Linked DNA regions of Ovis aries: region 2 is linked to region 1. A link is a contact called in public Hi-C data. All regions are on one chromosome and are shown on one strand. Each heading gives the region's core, a stretch centred on a gene start, on an enhancer-like site or on the middle of the called end of the contact. The rest is flanking DNA. Distances are from core to core; before and after follow the strand shown.

Region 1 (4,402 bases), core at 776-3,275:
CTGACTTTATCAGATTTTCTCAAGTCAAGGCAGAGCTGATTTGACTCTGAACTTTCCACTGGTAGGTGTGCTCTGAGCAAGGGCACAAAGGAACATGTGCGCACCCCTACCTACAGGGACAGAGGAAATGCTGACATCTTGGCTCCATTAAAAAGTGGGCCTGTCTTATATAGGGGACCATAACTCCCATCTTCCCACCTGGTGTTCAGGGCCCACATTTGGGGGATGCGGGCCTTTTGTAGAATACAATGTAAAGAGAACCCTCTGAAAAAATACACACCTGTGCTCCAAGCACCTCAGGTGTATTTCAGAAGGTTCTTAGAGCCCCAGGTTAAGAATGTCTGTCTGGTTACCACTGCCAAAAGAAAAAACTAAACTGGTTCAGCCCAGGAGCGCCCCACTGATGGAATGGACAAGCTTAGAGGTGAGTAAAAGAAAGAGAGGGGGCAAGATCAGGCCCTCAGACCCATAAAGAGACTCCCACACTACCTCTTCTAGCTCTGATAGATGTCAGCCTGTCAGAGGGACCAAGGCCTGAAGGGGTCCTAATGAAACCTTACCCACTACACTCCAGTGAGGGAAACATCCCACAACACCCCAGAGCCTCCAGAGAAGGTCCAAGACCACATTTTCCAGGATTGTCCTTGACAAAGGTCATCTCTAATTTCACATTCTGAGATAACATTTCACACAAGGCTGCTTAAGCATAGAAAGTGTTAATGCAAAGCCCAAGTGTTTCAAGGTGGAAGGGGACACCACGGCTACTGTGTAAATAATTCAGGTCTTTATCAGGAAACAGGGAAGTGCGCAGAGCTTGCTCACCTAGCTCACAGTGAAGTTAGTTAGGGATGGGGGTGCTCTGTTAATATCAGTCAAAATAGTAACAAGAAGGACAGTTAACCGAGGGAGAACTTAGCCTGTACCAGGCACTACAATAAAAAATTTAATCTCACACAACCTTTTAGGGTTTGTACTGTTATCATTTCCACTCTACAGATGAGGACACTGAGGCATGAGCAGGTGAAGTAACTTGCAGCTGACACCCAGACCCAGCAAAACTCTTCCGCACCCAGGGTAGAAGGTGCTAACACCTGGGCAGTGCATGAACTGCTTAAAAATAATTTTCTGCTACTTCACCCAAGACAACCACCATTTGGCAGTTGTCGCATCCTTGCCCAGTGCTGGAGGCAAGCCTGGTTTAGGCATTAAACGGAGTGAGAGCCCTCGAGGAACAAGCCACTCAGTTTCATCAACGTATAAACCTTTGATGAGGCCGCTGATAAGGCAAGCGCGGTTCTTCCTCGTGGCAGAGCCCACGGGAACTCGACTCAGTAGAAACTCCCATACTCGGAAGACGCCTGCCCCTCTCTGGCTACGAGAAGTTCGCCTTAACCCCATGGTGTCCGCCTCCCCCTGCTCCTCCCTGGATCCTCGAGCCGCTTAGTTTAAGCAGCAACGAGCACGCGGGCCCGAGTGGGACCGAAACCGCAGCCACCGCCCCGCGCGCCCAAAGCCGGGTTCCCCGCCGCGAAGTGACTGGTAGTCCCGCGAGTTCCGACAAACAGCGCCCAACGGGAAGACACGCCGAGGGAAAGGGGCTGCACCCCAAGACAGGTGGATCTCCCTCCCCGGAAGTGGGTCCGGGAACTTTTAGCCCAAGAGCTACCAGGGGATCGGAGTCAGGGTCTCCCGCGGAGCGGCGGCCGGTCGGGGCTGGTGGTGGCACTGCCTACCTGTGCCGTCCAGGGTTCCCCTGAGCGTTCAGGGAGCGCGGAGCCAGGAGCGCACACTCTGCCGCGGGCACCGGGATGGAACGAGGGCGGCTTGGAGGTGGGGTCTAGCTCCGGCTTGGTGGGTGAAGGTGGAGAGGAACCAGCCCGGGAAAGCCTCCCGCCCCAGGGTGTCTAGCAGGGTCTCCAGCCGGGGAAGGTCTAGCCGGGTAGCGAGGCTTCAGGCCAGCCGCCCACACTTACCTCCGCTCCCAGCACCGGCTCGACCCGCGGGGCTGCGGCGCGAACCGCCGCTAAGACTCTGGCAGCGGCGGCTACGGGGGCGGCTCCCCGGGGCGGGGCGGGGCCGGGCCGGGGGCGGAGAGGCCGGGCCGGCCACGTGGGCGGGAGGCGGGCCGGGGACCCCAGCAGGCGCCAGGCCGGGTGGCGGGGAGCTCGGACTCAGTTACACTTGGCCGCTGCTCAGCACTTCCCATTCCGCACCCTGTTGGGGTCCCAGGGAAGGCTGGGGAAGGAGAAGGGGAGACCTGGCCCCCGGGGCATGCCCAGCACCTATTTGGGAGATAATTTACTGGGTCCGGGAAAGGGTGCGCAGCCTGCCGAATCCCGTTCCCCCGAGGACAGCTCGGGGGATCTGTGTCCCAACGGGATACTGTGGCGACTCCCGAGCCATGGGCAGCACGAGCTGCCCGGGCGGGCGAGGGCCCGGGTCAGGCGCTTGGAGCCCCAGCCTCGCCTACCAGGCTGACCTTGGGCGTGTCTGGTCCTGCCCGAGCCTCACTTTCCCCGACTGTGGGAGTAAGAATAAGGACGAATCCCCGCGCGCCCAGCAGGTTCTCAGGAAATACGTTTGTGGGCGGATGCTGAACTTGAAAGAGCAGCAGCCAGCAGTGTGGCCTGAGTCTTTCGTGCCGAAATAGACATGAGAATCTACATACTAAAAGCATTTTCTGTACTCATTCATCCATTCAACAGATTAAATTCTTCCAGTCCTCAGGACCCCATAAAGTCAGGAATAAAAAAAAGTCCCTACGCACTAGTTATGAGCTCTTAGGAAAGCACAAACCATGATAAAAAAGAAAAAGTTCATCAGCTGCTTTCATGTGCCTGGCGAGGGCTTCAGGTGCTTGATCTACTTGCCTTGTGAGGTGTAGGGCTTGAGTGGGCCGTCTCAGGAGCTGAAGCTTAGGAAGGTGAAGCCAGCCCCAGGTCAGAGGAGAAAGCACCAGTTCCAGGGCTAAGTTTCTCTGCAGCCATACCTCCAGTAAACGGAGGATCAGGCTCTGAGTGGACCTCCTCACTCTCTCCATGGGGCGAGCTCTAATCCCCACCCCCTCATTTCACCTCACAACGGGGAGGGGGATGTTGAGGCCTTCCCAGGAGGGACCTGCCCTGGCAGCAGCCACTGGGATGTAGATCTCCCAGCCCAGGCACCAACCCCCCACACACCTGTCGCCACCATTCAGACCTTCATCTGGCACAGCTGAGACTTCCTTTATTGCAAACTCCTGTCTCTTCTTTGCAGGCACTCAGCCTCCTAGGGCTGTGTGACCTCTTCCTAGCCCACAGCCCACCTTCTGGGCCAGACACTGACCAATGTTGAGCAAAGGAACTTTCATTCCAACTACAATTCCACTTCATTCCACCACACCTTGATCCCAAACCCAGTGCCTCACAACCCATCCCTTTCCTGTGTAAGGATCACACACCCTGTCCAGGACTCCATTTCCAAGGCCAAAACCTATATCCAGATCCCCAGTCCTCAACCTTTTCTTCCAAACCTCTTTTGTTCCTCTCCCTCCTCCGCAGGGTGGAAGAGCACTTACTACAGCCAGCAATGTTTTTTAGGTAATAATAAAGGGGTTCCACTCCCTCAGCAACCCAGAGCTCAGCAGGCACTGCGGCCCCACAAGTCAACACCTGGTGCTCTACTCAGGCGGCGCTGTCCCACATAAAATTTCTATTTCCATTAGATTCCATTTAATGATTGGAGCGTCTGCTACATGCCCCAGACCATGCCAGACTCTGAACCTCAGCAGTGACTTTGTCACAAGACAGAAGGACATAGTCCCTGACCCCATGGAGCTCACAGCTAATGTGGGAACAGTCAGAGCCATCACTGGGCAGGTTAGGGAGCAGGATGTGGTGAGAGACACACAGGGGAAGTGCTGGCACAGATTCAAGCATGGGAAGGCTTCCTGTGCGACGTGGGGCGACAGGACTGGGGAGGACAGACGTGGAAGCCCAGAGGTGGGAGAACACAGGGCACACTTGTGGAAGCCCATGGAAAGGGGCCCAGATGGCCAAGGTGACACACTAGACCTTGACCATGGCAAGGTCTGGGCAGAGGTGATGCAACTCCACGGCTGCTGAGTGAGGAGTGGATGCAGCGGGTGAAAGTCTCGTGGACACAGCTAAGGTGATGTGCATGCGGGCTATTACTGGGGATGCACTCCTCAATTTCCTTTGTTTTTCAATTCCGGGCGTCCAGAGATCAGAACAGATCTCCAGGAATATGTAGGCCAGAAACAAATCTATGTAAACCCGCAAGGATTTATATGCAGTGCCCCATCTCCTCCCACCTACTCATGCTTTGGCCCTGCTAGGGGGAGGGTAAGGAGGACTTGGCTCCTGGACTCAGATTAGGAAACTGTTGGGGAAGAGGTGATACA
Region 2 (4,022 bases), core at 889-3,388, 65 kb before region 1:
CACCTGTCCCCACCCTCACACAACTAGTTAAATGGGATTACAAGGCTAGAGGAAAGTTACCAAGGTAAACTGTACCCTGCACAACAGGGAAGCCCCCACATGGATCACAGAGTCCCAGGGAAGCCCTGTGATCAGGACCTGCCTTCCAACTGCTCGACAGCCTGTCCCTCCTGTCCCACCAGCTCTGTACCCAGACTGCATTCGACCCTGTAGAGCAGCTGAGGGTGAAGATCTGAAGCTGCAAACCAGGTCCTTCAAGGAGCGAGGGCACCACCTCCATGAGGCTCTGTTCTCTAATACATAAAAGGTAAAGGGTGATGTTTATAGCACCCAGCACAAGGCCTACTCAACTTGACATGTAAACAGAAGACTGTGGGCCCTAGAATAAAACTAACCCCTCAGATTTACTTACCAAAAATTATCCAGTGTACCAAGCCCTTTACATATATCATCTCATTTGGGATTAATTTCTTGGTAGAACGTGAGAAAAGAAACACGGGTCAGGAGAGATGGATGTACAACATAAAGCCCTCAAACCAATAAATAACTCACCTGGAACACTCATCACCCCAGTGACTGAAAATAAAATCATCCCCAGCACATGGTGCACAGTTGGTGCTTAATAAATGTCGAATGAACCATGGATGCACAGGAACCATTTTTAAAAGGACCTGCCACCTTCCCTGCTTCCTTGAGCCGCACAAAGCAAATGTATATATAGAAACCACCCCAGCGGCACATTCAAGTAATGTGAGAGCAAATCATGAAGAAGCCCAGCTATGCCCACCTGCCAGGGGAGCTCCCAGCTGTTGGTGTCAAGCACCGGCATGAAGTAACATGGAACCCGCACACTGATGAGACAGATTGCAGTTGTTTTTAAACAAACCATCACAGTGGCTCAGGGCTTCCCTTGCAGCAACCCCACACCTTCGGCCAAGAAACAAGGAGCTCGGTGGGCAGAGCTGCATCCTCCAGGCTCCACTGTCACAGACATCTTCCAGGCCATCTACAAACAGCTCTCAAGAGCCCACAGGCTGCCAGGCGGCATCCGGAGATGATCAGATTTCTATCAGTACCGACACATGGCACTTCTCTCTGGCTGCCATTCAAGATGCCACTCCTCCCCTCAAGGGCTGCTAATACGTCCTGAACAATCAAGCCTTTAAGGATTGGCTCTGTATCAGTGGTACCTACCACCTCGCCAGTGTTCTGCCTGCTGCTGACAAACCCCCTGACATGGTCTCGATTTCCCTGTGCCCCCTTCCTCTCAAAGATGGGCCCACACACCCATCTCCATCCCAGGCAATTAAGCAACACTGCCCCCAGACTCTCAACACCACAACAATCTTCCTCCTGACCTTCAGAGAACAACCCTCCCTGGCTGATTTTTCCTTCAACTTTATGGCATCAACTTGTTTCAGACTCTCTAAGTTCAAAACCACTGGCCTCACATCCTGGTGATTCCATGTATACTAAGAAGTCAGGATGTGATTCCCGCTGTAGAGGGAACACAAGGAATGCCAGGCACCAGTCATGTTGTGTTTCTTGATCTGGCTGCTGCTGACTGCAAAGGCGTGTTCAGTACATGAGAGCCACATGGGTTATTTGTAGGCTTCTCTGCATGTACTGGATTCATCTAGAGAAGGTTCATAAATAAAACTGCCGATTTACATGAATTCTCAGTGTGTTCTAGAACTTTAGGGGCTGGAGCTGGGGATCAGTTACTCCATATTTCATCCTCATAAGTCACAGGGCTTCTCAACAGCCTGAAAAACCAGTTGTTTCTGTGGTTGAGACCCACAGATCACACTGGGTTCAGAAACTTCCAAAAGCCCAGAAGGAAAGGCAGCCACAGACGTGCTTCCATGGCACGTGGCTCCTGTGGACACTGAGCCAGAACCGATTTTGTCTGCTCCATGATGGGGCTTGCACAGCGACCGCTTGGCCTTCTAGAAGAGAACAGCCAGCCAGAATGGTTTTCTGCAGAACGTCCTAGTTGTAAAATCATGGGTGCTCACAGGCGATGGATGCTCTGATTGCAACACGCATTGTTTTCAGAGAATAGAGGCCATGCCGGCAGCGCCTGCCCCAACCCTTCACATTCACCTCCCCCTCTCAGCCTCTTCTGAGCTGGCCGGGGATGGGTGTGTTCCGGGAACTCACTACTCATGAGTCACCCTCTCAGGGCCTGACGGCTGCTCCTGGATCCTGATCAAGTTCTTTTAAGAGACTGGCTTTGGTGTTTGGGGTTCACGCTGCAATAACTTGCAAAAATAAAACATCTTTTTCATGAGCAGACTGAGCAGCACATGAATGAATCCATGCGCCTCAAGACCCCCCCCCCCCTCCTGTGTAACAGCAAACACTCGTTTCTGAGTTCTTTGGTCAGAGAGTCATATGGTCACACCAGCCATTTAGCAATGGTGAATTTCTCATCACCTTATCCCAGCAGGGCTGCTCTGCTGGGCAGCTGGGGTGGGATACCACGGTCCAAGGGCAGCCTGGTCTTTGCTGGCCAGAGGACAAGGCGAAATTGGCCTGAGACCTGGGGGCTTATCCTAGCCTAGCTTCATGCAGGCTGAGATCTCCAAAATATTTTACACTGCATAGATTCTTCGGCAGAAAAGTCTCTGTTGAGCCATACTGGATGCACACTCTGAGAATAGATCAAACTTCAGCAAAACTAAATCTATACACTTTGCAGGAGGATGAACCTGAGGAGGAGGCCCTGCCAAGAACAGCCCCTTCTGGGAATGCATGAGCGCCAAGCGAGTCGGGGAGAGGGTTCATGTTCCTGGGGAGCTTTCTCCCTGAGGTTTCTCTGCTAGCTCCTTGGTTGAGCCTGGATGATGCTGACACCTGTGGTAAAACTTGACTCGATGGCCTTCTTGGAAGCCAACCAGAAAGAGACTCCAGACAGCACTGGGAGAAAAAGGCCTATGATGGGGACCCCAGAGATCTGGATTCAAATCCAGCTCTGGGACCATGGACGAGTCACTTCTCTCTGGACGTGGGTTTCCTCCTCTGTAAACCCGTCAAAGACGTCAGCACAGCATCTCTCAAGTCCCCTGAGTGCTGGTGGCTTTTCAGTTCCAGCCCACCAGACTTGTTTAATTTTTTTTTCTAATTAATTGCCAACATTTCAAAATCTGGAGGGCTCTTGAGAATTTAGAGATTTTACTTTAAAATCCCAAATTCTGGATTCTCTTGGGATATCAGCAGACCTGGCCACAGTGGACCCACATTACCCATAGGAGGCAGAAACTAGGAAACAGAAAGAGTTCCCAGAAAAGGGAATGAACCACCCCAAGCCGATGCCCTGTGAACATTTAAGCTGGGGACTCGAGTTCATAAGTCTGCATTATTTTGTTCCTTTAACATATTGCTCAACTTTTTCATTTTTCACTTCAACTGGAACACTTTGAATAAGCTTTGAAATCAAAATACCTCACAAGAACCAGTACAAACAATCTATTACGTGGGGCTCCGTAAAGCAGGGGACATATATCCCAGCCTGCCAGCAATTCTAACACTGTCAGTCCAGGGACCCAAGGCGGTTTAAAAGTCCTCTCGGACTCTCTGACCTCCATGGGCTGTCTCCTCAACCCTCTACCCCTCAGCCAGGGACATATGTTTGGGAGCCAGGACAGTGAGGTCAGAGGTGGGTGGGTTTCTGAGAAGGTCGGGGCCACATCTGCATTTTGTCATCCTTCTGGACAGGCCAGCATGTGCAACGCTGCCTGTGGGCCTGCCAAGTCACTGGCAGGGATGAAGCAACAAGTGAGTCACGTTGCAGGCAGACGCGAGGAAGAAAGGCACAGAGAAGAGAGACGCAGGTGCGGCAGGGACGAGAGGCTGGGGTCAGGAAGATGGGGCCTGGCCCCATGTCTCTGTAAAGCAAGCACACAAGCCAGGAGCTGCAGGAGTGGAAACCCCGTTCTCAGGGCAGTCACACCTCATTGGTAATAATAACGTGATGACAGCGACAGTGAAAGGACCGGCAGCAGCAGGATGGCTAACAC

The links. A called contact is a pair of places that touch in the nucleus more often than the background predicts.
Region 2: a contact with region 1 is called in a Hi-C map of tail adipose tissue, with 2.5 times the contacts expected there. The contact joins the enhancer-like site here to the promoter of ARHGEF3 in region 1. A contact is called at or near these places in 3 of 16 Hi-C or Micro-C datasets (hypothalamus, skin fibroblasts and tail adipose tissue).

What each region holds. Positions count from the first base shown.
Region 1 is chr19:44,102,490-44,106,891 of ARS-UI_Ramb_v3.0, reverse strand. ARHGEF3 (Rho guanine nucleotide exchange factor 3) reads right to left here and starts at 2,025. Exons shown (of 13, transcript XM_042236047.1): 1 at 1,734-2,025.
Region 2 is chr19:44,167,892-44,171,913 of ARS-UI_Ramb_v3.0, reverse strand. All of the region lies in intron 2 of ARHGEF3 (Rho guanine nucleotide exchange factor 3), which reads right to left. Among named protein-coding and RNA genes, the nearest start is that of ARHGEF3, 65 kb to the right of the region's middle. Within about 2 kb of position 2,138, at least 34 of the 54 cell types and tissues checked have an H3K27ac peak or open chromatin away from gene starts, as enhancers often do. A contact at or near this core is called in hypothalamus and tail adipose tissue, where this site is marked.